Regions from separate parts of the Mus musculus genome. Here region 2 is linked to region 1. Evidence: chromatin contacts called from public Hi-C data. All regions are on one chromosome and are shown on one strand. Each heading gives the region's core, a stretch centred on a gene start, on an enhancer-like site or on the middle of the called end of the contact. The rest is flanking DNA. Distances are from core to core; before and after follow the strand shown.

Region 1 (2,714 bases), core at 137-2,636:
GGTGTGGCTTTCCTGGAGGAAGCAGGTCACTGTGGAGGCCAGCTTTGAGGTTTCTTATGCTCCAGCTCCACCCATTGTGGGATACAGTCCCTTTATACTGCCTCTGAATCAAGATGTAGCACTCTCAGCTCTTTATCCAGCACCATGTTTTTTTGTTTGTTTGTTTGTTGTTGTTATTTTTGTTTTGTTTTATTTTATGCTGCCATGCTTCCCACCATGATGATAATAGACTAAACCTCTGAAACTGCCAGCCCCAATTAAATATTGTCCTTTATAAGTATTGCCATGGTCAGTGTCTCTTCACAGCAATAAAATCCTAACTAAGGCTTGTGAATATATGGACAGAAATATTTGTCTACTCTTTAGAACAAACCTGAAAGTCAAAAAATTTCACAGAGATTCCACATGGTCTCAACAAAATAGAACAATTTGAAAAAGCAAAGTAGTACATTGAATGGTATAAAGAGTAAAATAAACCACTAAAGTTGCTTTCAAATCTTTTAAAAATGATTTATGTATTTATTTTAATTATTTATTTATTTTATGTTTATGGGCATCAGATCCCATGGGACCTCTGTTTATAGACAGTTGTGAGCTGCCATTTGGGCAGTAGAATGTCAACTCAGGACCTCTGGAACATCAGCCAGTGCTTATAAGCACTGAGTCATCTCTTCAGCCCTTGAAATCATTTTTTAAAAATTAGTCTGAGAATGATAATGACTGCTTGTAATCTCAGAACTCACATAGGAATCTGAGGCAGGAGGATAGTAAGTTGGAGGTCAGATTGAGCTATGTAGTAAGACCCTGTTGCAATGAAAAAAAGATGAAAGAATTATTCGGGAACCAGAGGTCTGAGATGGTGCAAGTATCAGTCAGCCCAACTCAACATGAACAGTAAAATATATGTAGCTTAGCCAATAGCAAGGAACCTCTAATAAGGTACTTTCCACATGAAGCAATGAAACACATTTCCTTCATCTTGATTTTTTGTTTGTTTGTTTGTTTGTTTGTTTTTCAAATGCCTAGCAAAACCTTTCTGTGGCTTCTCCTCCTAGTTGGTCTGACAGGCTGTCTAATTTATAAAATTACTATCTGTTCAAAAAAGCTCATTAAGATTTTTTGCAAGGAAACTATTTTCCTTTGCTTCTCCAATCAAGGTCCCATTTGTCCCAGTTCTCCAATGCTAACTGACAATTTTCTCTGAATTAGGCACTATTCCAGCCCTTGCAGGGCAAGTGAGCATTTGCAGAATTCGCTCACAAACGTGTAATCCTAAACACCGAACTGAGATGGATGAGAACAATCGTCCACAGTGAGACCTGCCTGCATAAGAGTCTCCCAACAGTAGGGGAGCCCTGTGGAAAGGCTTTTTGCAAGCCAGGAGGAAACCAAGTAAATGTGAAAAGGAAGAGGAAAGGGAAATGGAGATTTGTGGCCTGTTTGGATGCTGCACTATTTGAAGCAGGCTCTTGCTTTCAGTTTTGAGGGCTTTTAAAATTGTGTCTGCTACTCCCCATGATCAACATGTTAGGGAACTTAACTTCTAGCCCCTGGTGTGTTTGTAGTTTGCTTTCCTGAGAATGCTGTTTCTGCTTAACATTGAGGCTAGTTCTACACTGGTCTTCTCCCGATATGCCAACTGTCTCTTTTCTTTTGAAAAACAAATATTTTCTTTTGATCTTCTCAATGAAATGTCTTCATCTTTAAACATGAAGTGAATTTAAAACCTGCTTTAAGCACCTGCTCTTCTTACAGTGTGTGTGGGTGGTGGTGGTGGAGGGGTCTTTGTGCGAGCTCATTAGTGCAAAATGAGACTTAAAGAAATGATTTTTTTAAAGTGTCATGAGAATTTAGTTTCTTTGGCTGGAAGTGTTGCTCAGTCACATGTGTGCTTACCTAAAATGTATAGTTCTGGGGTCACATAAAGCCAAACCTGATATGACATTGTAGAACCTGCCTGCAGTCCAGTCACTTGGAAGTGGGGGCAAGATCAGACTTTCAAGGTTGGAAATTTGAGGTCAGTATGGCATACATGAGATCCAGTCTCAAGCAACAACAAAATTCTTTAATAGGAGGCTTAAGACATCTTTCATTAAGAAAAAACTTATGTAAGGAAGTTTTATCCAGGAACTCTCAATAATATGGTTACCAAAACAATGACATTATAAATGGGGGAAATTCCACATGTCTACACTGCTACTACTACCACAATCATTTAATGACTACTGAGGGGGAGACTTTGATGAGGCTCCTAACTGGTTATCCAATACCAAGTAGTCAGCTCTAAACACACACTCATACATACATATATACATACATACATACATGCATGAGCAATACTAAATGTGCAAAGCAAGCTATATTTATCTATGTATATGTATAATACATTGCATATATTATATACATATATATGTATGCATTATACATATATAATTATTATATGTATCATAATTAAGGAAAAAGAGGCCATAAGTTTAAAAGGGAGCAGAGTAGGGAAGAGTAACCAAGGGGTAACTGGGAGAGACAAAAGTGAGGAAATAATATAGATATAGTCCTCACATATGGAAATCTCAGAAAGTAATAAACATTTTTTTTAAAAAGTTGCATTTGCAACAAATTCATTAGAGTGAGTATATGTGTTTGATGTTTTTCTGAATCTGTTATAGACTCAGGTCTATTTTAGAATAATTGCAAGTGTCCTTGTTGTAAAACAA
Region 2 (2,714 bases), core at 125-2,624, 50 kb after region 1:
GAGAGGTTGATTCCCACTAGCTGTTGGGTGTATTTCCTCTGCTTTCTGGTTTCTTTTGTTTATTGTTTACCAGGCTCTGTGAGGTCTGTCTTTTGCGTCCTTTGTTCTTCTGCTATTGTGTGAAGCTGTCCACACTATTTGCCCTTTGCTCCTGGCTGCCTCTAAATAGCCAGATGCAAGGGAAACAGAAAAGCTACCTTTCCCATCAGCGTCATTCATATTATTCAAATATTGAATCTTTAATATGAGAAGAAGGTACGAGATTCCTTTTTGTTTCATGGAAGTCACAATCATATTTTGAAAAGACTTATGGGAAACTGGAGATAACTTTAGTGTAAATAACGAGGGAAACATCTTTAGTTTATCTCAGGTTGCTGAATCTTGGAACAAGTTTGGCCGCCTCTTCCTTGCCTCAGGAGTGCGACTTCCATTTATTTAAATGTCATTAGCTGTACACTATGTAAAGTAGAAAAAATGGCTCTGAAAGTATGTGTTGATAATATCTAGATGGAAATGCAAATGGATCACTTGGTTTGTTAGATTTATAGGTTTTGGTTCTGGTCCCAAGGGAGAATTCAATAAACTTAAACATTAAAATCAAATGCGTTGGCCATTCCATTTCAAAACTGAAGCATAACTAGCTTCTGTGTGTCCTCTGTCAATCAGCTATCATCCACCTGTCTTTCAGGTATCATCTGTCAATCACCTACTATGCATCCTCATCCAACATTTGTATCTTTTTAAAATTACAATTCTTGGAAACAGCTGAGAACAAATATTCTTGAATTTAAACTGATAGTGAAATACTACAGTGAGACTTAAAAAATTTAGATACACCCGGTGTTACAAAGTACTCAGCCAGGGTGATGCTTATTCTATGTGAATCAGTGCATAGGTAAGGGCTGCTACTTTGCTCTGATGTCCTCATTTATCACACTAATTGACATTTCAAGCTTTGACAGAGGTTGTCTGCCTGTGAAATAACATTGTTTGCTGTTTTTTTCTATAAACCGAACCTGTTTCGTAGTAGACGAAAACTCAAAATCAATGTGTTCCTTGTCAAACGCGGGAGGGTCAGTGGTGTGGTTGTTTTGTTCCCAAGCAGTTATGTAACCGCGGGGACTTGTTTCTTTGCTTTCAGACTTGGTGCAAAACACATTAAAGCTAAACAGTGGGCGGGATTCCCAAGAGCAGCCCTCACAAGTGTCCTTCTAGGTTTGGGAACCTCGGATTAGTTCCATCCTGTGTGTGTGTGTGTGTGTGTGTGTGTGTGTGTGTTTAGTTAGCTGGCAGGATACACTTCCCCAGGGTTGTGTTTCCTTTTTCCTGAGATTTGGCTAAGGGTAAAGGGTCGGAGTCACATGGATTGAAAGCATTTGATTGATGTCCAAGTCACCGCTGTGGCTGGAGCCGCCTCCCCTCGGGCTGGAGCCGCGTGAGGCCGGAGCAGCGGGCCGGGCTGGGTTCCCGCTCTCCGGGGACTGTCCCGTTCTGAGTCCAGCGCGTCCCGCGCGTCCCGCGCTCGCACCGCAGCCCGAGCACAGTCCTCTGCCCACACCCCGGCCTCCGGCCAGCATGTGAAGCTACGCGTTCCGGCTGGGACTCGGCAGAGGCGGCAACTTTGCTGGCGGCAGTGGCGGCAGTGGCGGCAGCAGGCGCGGGGCAGCGCACTTGCCCCCAGCTCCGCGCCCCGCCGGCCACCATGAGCGACGAAAGCGCCAGGGAAGTAGACAAGCAGCTTCGCCTGCGCGTGTGCGTGCTCAGCGAGCTGCAGAAGACCGAGCGCGACTACGTGGGCACGCTGGAGTTCCTGGTGTCGGTGAGTAGCCGGCCCCGCGCACGGCACCAAGTCTGGAGCATTGTCTGCGCCAGCACCCGGCATCCGTAAAGGTGACGCGGGGACCGCGGGGACTCGGGGGACAGACCTGTAGATGAACGGGTGCAGAGTGGCCAAGGCCTTGAAGAACTCGCGTGGGAGAAGTTAACCAGTGGCCATTCTGCCTGTTCCATCTGCGCTTAATTTTCTTTATCCATCTCCCAGGGCAAATTTCATTGTGTCATTTTCCTTATCCTCTTTCTTTCGGCTCATATTTTGTTTTGATTTTGTGTCTCAATTTGCTACCTTCAGGTACATGCAGTGTTTTAAAAGTCCTTGAATGTTGTGTAGCCGGAGTCGGTTATTAGATCAACAGCAGTGAAGTCCCTTTAGGTATAATCATTGAAACGTTGGATTCTGAGGGTGGAGGCGAAGGAGCAAGAGCAGCGGGGTCACCATCCCTGGCAGCTGTTGCATATTAAAGCCACATGTGTGCGCCTCCCTCACAGCTCTACAATCTTCTTTCTCCTGATTTAAATCTGCCCTCCACTTGGGTCCTAGTCTCCTGTGCACGCCGACCACTTGAAAATGGTATCATGAAACTCACCTCGAGTCGACAATTTCAGGGTTTCACAGACTGGGCAGGAGCTGTTTCCAGGTCCCAGTTTGACTCACTGGAATTCTGCCCCCAAATCATTTCATTCAGTCTCAGAGCAGAAGAGGAAAAACTGTGGGAAAATGAACTCCTGAGACATCACCTAAGGATGGAATTTTCCTCATTGCGGAAAATACAAAGAATTTACAGCCAGTTCCTGTCCATCCTGATATATTTGAGAGCGGCCTTCAGAAAAAGAGTTAAAACCCCACCCAGATCCTCCGGCCACTTTCTCCTTCATCC

What was found. A called contact is a pair of places that touch in the nucleus more often than the background predicts.
Region 2: a Hi-C map of LSK cells shows a contact between it and region 1, with 2.1 times the contacts expected there. The contact joins the promoter of Prex2 here to the enhancer-like site in region 1. A contact is called at or near these places in 1 of 484 Hi-C or Micro-C datasets (LSK cells), 2 of 115 datasets of contacts at active chromatin or transcription factors (embryonic stem cells and neural progenitor cells) and 1 of 9 other capture datasets (adipose tissue).

The regions. Positions count from the first base shown.
Region 1 is chr1:10,941,810-10,944,523 of GRCm38.p6, forward strand. No RefSeq gene overlaps it. Among named protein-coding and RNA genes, the nearest start is that of Prex2, 50 kb to the right of the region's middle. Within about 2 kb of position 1,387, at least 9 of the 459 cell types and tissues checked have an H3K27ac peak or open chromatin away from gene starts, as enhancers often do. A contact at or near this core is called in LSK cells, where this site is marked.
Region 2 is chr1:10,992,091-10,994,804 of GRCm38.p6, forward strand. It overlaps Prex2 (phosphatidylinositol-3,4,5-trisphosphate-dependent Rac exchange factor 2), which reads left to right and starts at 1,375. Exons shown (of 40, transcript NM_029525.1): 1 at 1,375-1,819. The coding sequence starts at 1,703.